2 separate regions of the Mus musculus genome follow, and region 1 is linked to region 2. The links are chromatin contacts, called in public Hi-C maps. All regions are on one chromosome and are shown on one strand. Each heading gives the region's core, a stretch centred on a gene start, on an enhancer-like site or on the middle of the called end of the contact. The rest is flanking DNA. Distances are from core to core; before and after follow the strand shown. Region 1 overlaps Gm46770 (a long non-coding RNA gene). Region 2 has its middle 13 kb from the start of Thbd.

What was found. A called contact is a pair of places that touch in the nucleus more often than the background predicts.
Region 1: a contact with region 2 is called in a Hi-C map of the C2C12 cell line, with 2.8 times the contacts expected there. The contact joins two enhancer-like sites. A contact is called at or near these places in 1 of 15 datasets of contacts at CTCF or cohesin (large pre-B cells), 35 of 484 Hi-C or Micro-C datasets (the AML12 cell line, B cells, the C2C12 cell line and 26 more), 4 of 115 datasets of contacts at active chromatin or transcription factors (the HPC-7 cell line, acute myeloid leukemia, bone marrow-derived macrophages and 1 more) and 3 of 9 other capture datasets (adipose tissue, liver and pancreatic islet).

What each region holds. Positions count from the first base shown.
Region 1 is chr2:148,520,322-148,524,554 of GRCm38.p6, reverse strand. Gm46770 (a long non-coding RNA gene) reads left to right here. Exons shown (of 4, transcript XR_001783504.1): 4 at 3,862-3,917. Among named protein-coding and RNA genes, the nearest start is that of Gm46770, 40 kb to the left of the region's middle. Within about 2 kb of position 2,269, at least 136 of the 459 cell types and tissues checked have an H3K27ac peak or open chromatin away from gene starts, as enhancers often do. A contact at or near this core is called in the C2C12 cell line, bone marrow-derived macrophages, muscle stem cells and 1 more, where this site is marked.
Region 2 is chr2:148,419,363-148,423,256 of GRCm38.p6, reverse strand. No RefSeq gene overlaps it. Among named protein-coding and RNA genes, the nearest start is that of Thbd, 13 kb to the right of the region's middle. Within about 2 kb of position 1,411, at least 16 of the 459 cell types and tissues checked have an H3K27ac peak or open chromatin away from gene starts, as enhancers often do. A contact at or near this core is called in the C2C12 cell line, bone marrow-derived macrophages, muscle stem cells and 1 more, where this site is marked.

The DNA of each region.
Region 1 (4,233 bases), core at 1,020-3,519, 100 kb before region 2:
CCCTGGCATTCCCCTGTACTGGGGCATATGATCTTCGCAAGACCAAGGGCCCGGAGAGAGGTTTCTTATGGATAAAATTGCCTTTTTCCTCTGATCAGGAGCGATAGAGCTTCAGGGTGGCTATTATTCTCTCTGGGGTAGTAGAAGAGGCTTGGTTGCTGTTGTGGTGGCATAGTGAGGCTGCATGAAAAGCCAGGCACTAATAATCTGGCTTCTGCATGTCTTTACTCTCTAGATCAATGTCAGCTACTCAGCTTCTTTTCTTCTACCTCTCCCTTCTGATTGTCCAGCTTTTAAATAGTATCCTATCAATTATAGAAAGTATCAAATGTCAAAGATCAGCTGTGGAAAGAGCCCACTCTCTCTGGGATATGTAAAATACAAAGAGGTGCTTCAGTGGGCAGGCCAACATACTGTGAGTTCTGCATGAAAGTTTGTTATTCTAGACAACCACATAGGGTACCAGGAATGAGGAGAAAGGTAGACTGAGGCCAGAGACACAAACTGCAGTAATGTTGCTGTTTAGAGTCAAGTTTACGACTCCAAGAGATGGGGTGAAGCTTGCTTCTCTCAATTACTGTGGAGAACACATAACTTGGACCTTGAATTGAGCTGTGTCTTGGGCTCTCAGCAACTGTAAGAGACAAATCCTGTCCTCAGAGAGCCTGCCACCTGGGGACCTGGATCTAGATGAAGTTCTCCCATGAAAGATTGACTCACAGAGGATGTCTGAAAGGGACTCCTGAAAACATGTATCTGGTCTCCCAGATTGTCCCTCTCCATGAGTAGCTTCCTTATCAGAGTAGGAGAAGGTGACAGTCCATGCACATTTTGTCTAGGAGCACAGACATGTCCACACGAATGGAAAGCTGGGAGACTCCAGCTGTGTTGATTCTGAGGTCTCGTGGGATGGACTGTAGGATTACACCACAAGATCTCAGCCCTCCAACCCTATCCTCATGGGAACCTTTGGGAGTCACAGTGTGGAAATAAGAAGCCATTAATAGGAAGTTGGGTGCAGCTTATGGATGCACAGGCTACCCCATCTTCATCTTCACCCGACCTCAGTGTGAGGAAGGTAGCATAAGCCTGCTAAGTGGTCTGAGCTCTGCTCACAGATCCTGTATGCTGGGACCTCAGAAGAGAAAATGTTGTCTTTGGGCCATGGCTTCCTATCTTGTTTATTCAGTTGGTAAGAGAAAAGCCAAAGAAGACATGAGAGGCACACCCACAGGTTTAAAAGACTGAACACAAAACAGAAAAGGACCTGCCCTGTGTTCCCTAATATTAAAGCCAGGGCAGAGAGAGATGTGTGTGTGTGTGTGTGTGTGTGTGTGTGTGTGTGTGTGCGCACATATGTCTGTTTGTTTTGCATCTGTGTATTGCTTTATTTTTTTGGCATTCTGCCTTTTCCCTACAGGACTTGAGAATGAAGAGGAAGCAGAGAAAAATAGTCAGTGTTAAACTGGTATTTGGAAATCAGTAGTTTCAGTGTGTGGTGCTGGATAGAATGCAGAATGTAAGTCTTTATATTAAAACATAATTCAGTTCTCTGGGGACTTAAGAGAAATGCAAATTCCTCGGCCCACCCTAAATTCAGTGATTTGTATACATGCTCAGTTGCAAGGGCCACACTTCTAAGAATAAGGAAACTCTCTTCTTTAAAACAGATACAGCTCGCTGGGTGTGGTGGCGCATGCCTTTAATCCCAGCACTTGGGAGGCAGAGGCAAGCAGATTTCTAAGTTCAAGGCCAGCCTGGTCTACAGAGTAAGTTCCAGGACAGTCAGGACTATACAGAGAAACCCTGTTTTGGAAAAAACAAACAAACAAACAAAAACAAAACAAAACAAAAAAACAAACTAGCAAAAAACCAAAAAACTGGTACAGCTCTCTAAAATGAGGCAGCAAATCACTTCTCTGGGGGGCATTCAAAAGAAGACCCAACAGCCATAAGCCACATGTATGACTAAAAAAGTGAGCACACCCAACAGAGTTGAAACCCCTATCTGGTTGCTCTTTTATTTAGCAACTATTGAGCAATAGGCGACAGGAAGAGAAGAATAGCAGATGTCACATGCTTCAGAAACTCTAAATCCTAGCATCCTCCTCCCTATGCTATGCCCCTGCCTGCTGCTCCTTGTTTTGACTACCAGACTTGGGTCAGTCTATGTGACTACTGACTGTGGTATGGCTTACTGTGGTCATTAGACCTCCCCACAAACCACTGCTTTCCTGCATGCCGCTGCTTCATACCCAGAAAAGGAGCATAGAGGAAGAAGCCATGACCCCTAAACGCCTGGAACTCCAAGTGAGAGGACTGAGGCAACTTCCTGGGCCATGCACAGTGACGCTACTTTCTCTGTCTTTTTGAGTCATGTCTTGTCACCCTTGCGTCACTGATTACTCAGCTGGGCTAAGAAATCCTGGGCTTGTATTTCATTCATAGGGAGAGGTGGGGTTAGAGGAGAAAGCTGCATGCCTTACCATGAGTTTGGTCCCTTGGGCACAATCCCTCAGGCAAATGGATGTTCCAGATTCCTGAGGCTTAGCACTTAGGGTAGATAGGGAGCAGGGAGTAGCTGTTTCCATTTACTTAAAAACATGAGCTATTATGCAAGTGAGGCACATTTGTTGGAGGAAAATCAGCGGAAGTGAAGAAATGAACCCAAACTCTAATCCTCACAACAATGGCTGAAAATGGGTTAGCAGGAAAACTAGCCTATGCATATCTGTCTCTGTCTCTCTCTTTTCCCTCCCTCCCTCCCTCCCTCCCTCCCTCCCTCCCTCCCTCTCTCCTTCCCTCCCTCCCTCCCTCCCTCCTGTGTGTGTGTGTGTGAGAGAGAGAGAGAGACAGAGACAGAGACAGAGACAGAGACAGAGAGACAGAGAGAAACAGACACACACAGAGACAGAGAGAGAGTAAATGTATGCAAATTGGGGCAATAGGAGAATCATGCTGTAATGATATTTTTCTCCATGGAAAGTTTTGTGAATATTTTTCAATTTGCCAAATCCATTATAAAGCTATGGAGCATTCTGTTAATCTTAATGTTTAATTTTCTAAGACTATAATTACTTCTGTGCCTGTATGCATCTGCATTATAAATACTTATGTATGCATATATTACCGTGTTCCTGTGTACATGCATGTGTGCCTATGTGCACATATACATGTATATATCGAGAGAGGTCAGAGGTGGAAGTTGGGTGTCTTCTTCAACCACTCTCTGCACCTTATTACTAGAGGCCGGGTTGCTCACTAAATCTGGAGTTTGCCAGTTTGGCTAGACTGTAGTCAGTGAGCTCCAGGGATCCCTCTGTTTCCAATGCTGGGATTACAGGTGTGTGTTCCCATGCCTGGCTTTTCACTTGTGTGCTGGGGATCTGACATCAGGTCCTGGTGATTACACAGTAGCCATTTTACTGACAGCAGCATCTCCCCAGCTTCATTTTACTTTTAAAGAAATCTTTGTAAAGTACCTCACGTACTTCTTTGCCTTCTTTCCCTCCTGTTTCCAAATCAGAAGCTGGGAATGTGACACAAATTTGTCTGTGGCTGCTTGGGGACAGCTATTATTTTTTTAAACCTAGTGAAAGTAAAGTTGAAAAGAGGAAGTGGCTTGGCAGAAAGAAAAGATATCTGGACTAGACATCAACAGTGACTCTGGTCATACTCAGGTTAGCTCTGGCCCTTGGGTACATTCTGGAACTATTCCTGCCTCTGCTTCCCTGATCTAATTAGGACTCACTTGGAAACACCTCTAGTCCCCTGTGGTTATGAAGAACATTCTTAAGCTTGCTACCTGCAGGATGGGTCCAGGGTGGAATTCTTGGTTATGACATCGTCTTCAATGTTTAGCAGAACCAGTCCACACCAGCAGGTGCCCTTTGGAGAAGACGGGATCCATTACAAAGGTAAGTTCATCACATTTCTTGGGGGACACGCTAAGGATGTAGGTTCCTGGGTCCAGCGCTGCTTCTCCAGATTCAGCCTCTGTGGGTGGGTGGGACTCAGAAAACCTGCTTTCTGATAAGCAGCTCTGAACTCCACCAAAGGAAGTTTAGCTCATTGCACCCCTCCCGCAGTGGTATTGCTCTTAGGATTTTGGAGCGAGTTCCGTTCTTTGTTGATTGCTTGCTAGATGCTTAGCCCGGAGTGAGCAGGGGCAAAGAGAAGACAGACAAAAATGAGCATTTTGCATTTTTCTCTCCATGTTTCACAAAATATTCA
Region 2 (3,894 bases), core at 162-2,661:
GTATCCCACTGTAGTGGCAGAATCTAATGGGAATTTCTTCATGTACCCTCACAAGAAGGCCAGAGATTGGCAGAGCATAACTGCTTGTGAATTCTGAATACCCCAGCATCCAAAGTCAGCCCTTTCTCTTCCTTGCATCCTGCTATGACTTTCAACTTCATGACATCAGTGCTTGTTCTACTTCTCTTTCTGTTAAAATTCTAAAATTTCATTTATCTTCACTTAAACGTATGTATATTTCTACTATCACATTAGGAAAGGGCTTGGAATAACTTTGCCCAAGGACAGAAACTGTGGTTATAAAGGCCAAAGAAAGAGAGAGCCAAACCCACAAGGTAAAAGCCCAGAAGGGGGAGAGAGGTTGGGTGATAAGGATGGGATAGGAACCTTGGAAACCATTCACTGATGCCTTGTACTATAAGATTATGTTCCTCAAACTTGTTCCTCAAAATCCACTGGAAGGCTGAGAATAACTAACCCCAGAGTTTTTTATTCAGTTGGGTTGGAACTCAGGAATTGTTTTTTTTTTTTTTTTCCTTCTTCTTCAGACAAGTTCCCAGTGGAATGAAATAGAGAAGATACAACTGGTTGTCTTGATTCATTCTGAGAGAGAACATCAATAATCTGATGGGAACCAAAGGCAAGACCTAGTTCCTGTGCAGGATGCTCACTGAGGTCACTGGGTTAAGGAGTTGGCTCCTTCTCTAACATAACCCTTCCAGGGGAGTATATGCAGCAAGTCTCCCAAACACCCTCCCCTCTTCGGCAAGCATACTCTGATATAAAAGGCAAGGGGTGAAGGCAAATATTCTGCGTTTCTAATAAGTCTAAGTGAAATGGAAAGGGCCAATCTGAGATGACATTATTAATGAGCAAGGAATATAGATTATACCTTCTTGGTAGACTCTTCTATTCCTTAGCCTGTGCCATAGCAGGCCATCAGCTTTTCAATGCTAGCTGCCTTTTATTCTTCCAAGAACCCTGATACATTCAGCATTCCAGGGAAGAGTATCTGAACCTTTTTTTTTTTTTTTTTTTTTTTACTTTTGTTGAGCCCTGGGAACTGATGAGTTTCAATGAGATTCTCAGCTCTTTAGAAAGATGCTGGATCAGCGATGGAGTATAAGAAACAGGAGGAAAAATGGGAACCCAAATATTTTGTTTGCAAGGAAGGACCAATTAATTCCTAATGAAATACAGTCTTTAGACAGGAAGATGAAATACAAAAGTGATGTTTAGGCTTAAGACGACAGATAACAAACAGCAGGATGAAAAAATCAAACATTACAGTGTCTCTAGAGTATTTCAAGTTCTGGGTTTACTAATTTTTCAGCTGTTTGTGTTTATCCTACTTGCAGTGGAACCAGCTGGATTTGGAGATTTGCATCATGGCTGGTGTTACCAAAATTATCTTTTGCAGCTGTTGGCTCAGTAGCTCTTCAGTGGCCAGCTGGTCATCAGACACAGAAAAATGAATGCTTGCTCTGAGGAGAAACTAGACAGATAAGTTCCCATCCCACCACCCCACTTCTGGAAGACCCTATAAAGGGCTAAGCTACATTTTTATGATTGTTTCAAAAGTTGCTTCCAAAGAGAACAAAACCACACAGAGGAGCTTTTGCTGGTGCCTCTGTGGGATCTGGCATCATTTAAGATACTCCATTTAAGTATCTGTAGTGATGTTGGTGTGGGTTTGATATTTTTTCACCTTTCCCTTCACCTTGAAACCCATGGTGGGTGGGCTGGTTCTGGGTGCAGGTGAGTGGGTCTGGATCTCTCCCAGTGAGGAACATTCTTCTGCTTTTTCCAAAGAGAGAGATTCTTAGTCATCCACAGGCCTGTGGGTGACAATAAGATTCCTAAATGATGAACTCAAGTGTTGGGCATTTCTGACCCCAGAACAACACTACCCACTCCCCCTCCCACACACCTGTCATTTCCTGTACTCGAAGTCTTCACTCCTAGAGGTATCACACATGTCACAGCCACACACTGAGGTTGCTAATCTGCAGTCCCTAGTCTTGACTGAGCCAGATGAATATATGTTGTCAATGTGTATTAGCTTCTGCCAGATGCTGAAAGAACCCAGTTCAAATCTACTCAGTTAATGACTTGGCTGGACAGAAAGCTCAAATATTGATTGTTCCCAAAAGACTGTGTTGGGACTTTTAATTACAAGGCAGCAGACATTCAGTTGGATGGGATGTAGCTAGTGTTACCTTCTTCATGATACCAAAGCAGGGTTGTCTGGTTACAGCAGAGATGGGAGGGTCCAAACATCCTGAAAGAGTGATTCTGACTTTTTATGGAAAAACTCATCCATCTCTATTCTAGGATGTCTCCAGAATTCCTCCAGGTCTCTGGGCCCTATAGAGCTCTGTCACTGCCTTGCCTTCTCTACGTTAAGTCAAGGCAAAGTGTGACACAGCAGCCAAATAGTAACCTTAGAATGGTAACACAGACAGGCTGGGCAGCTTCTACACAGCCTGAACCCGTGGAGTTAAAAAATCTGTCCTTTTGTAAAATGTATGATGGGAGAATCAGAATCAATAGTGCAGGATGAGGTACCAGGATGCAGAACTCAGACCTTCTTAAGTCCCAAGAGCAGCTGCTTCCTGAAGCTCATTGTGGAGCAGAGTTAGAAATTCATTAAAATAGTTCCTGTTTGCACAGGACTGCAAAATTTAGACTGTATATTAATAACTAAAATACTTGGATGTCACTAGTTTTCATTCTCTGAAGTATTTAGTATTCCTAAAAACTGAAACCATTACTTAGGAAATTTATGCTTTTATAACAAAAATCAAAAACACAGAAAACTGAACAGTGTTCTTAGGCTTTAACTCAGAGACAACTTAACTGCTCCATGCAGATTTGTCTAAATTAGATAAAGTTAATTCCAGAACTGTCCATCTAATTGATGTGTCAATTATAATCCTTTCAATATACTCCTCATGTTAACAAAATATTTAGCTATCCCCCAAAAGATTAAAGGCAAAAATTAAATATGTGCAATTAATTTTAGGGCAATGTTTTATTGCTGAGTTTTTCACCTTTAATATACTTAAAGTCCATATTAAATTATCCTTTTTATCATAATTGAGATAGTCTCTTTTTTACATGCCTTCTCCTAGCAGAATATGCTATTTTCTACACATGCTTGATGTTTAAGCCTCATTTGCTGTTTGTACTAGAGCCCTGAACTTATCCCCAGGAAATGTTTGCTAGAAGTCAAAGCACATTTGACATCTTTCAAATAACACTTCTGAATTTTTTGGCTCTTCTCTAAGGGCTGGGTTCCAGGAGAGTGCTGCTGAGTGTAAGAGCATTTTCATTTTAAACATGCATTGCGTTTCAAATTAAAATAAGATTGCGGAGAAATATTGTGTGCAGGCTGAGCAAGAGCATAATATGGCACAAATGTACCTGGAAAAAGCTACAGTGGTCTTAATACCCACATATAAACACACACACACACATACATACACACACACACACACACACACGGGGGTGGGGAGAAAGAGAGAGTCTTAATTTTGAAGGTTTGTCAACTTGAAATGGGAATGAGTACATTTTGTTTTCATTCATCTTTGTACGAAATTTAGTGGATCTTTTCATTCAGAAAGAGGAGGGGGAAGAAGAGAAGAAAGAAAAAGAAACAGGAGGAACAAGTAGGAGGAAGAGAATGAAGAAGGATAGGTGTAGTGAAGAAAGGAGGAGAAAAGGTCAAGAAAGAAGGAAAAGGAGGAAGAGGCGAAGAAGACAATGAGAAGAAAGGGAAAGAGGAAGGGTTGAAGGTGAAGAAGAGGAGAGAGGGAAAGAGGAGGAGGAGCCAGCACATGCCATAGAAGTGTTGACAGGACCTGGGCCACCAGCAGTGTGAATCACAGACAT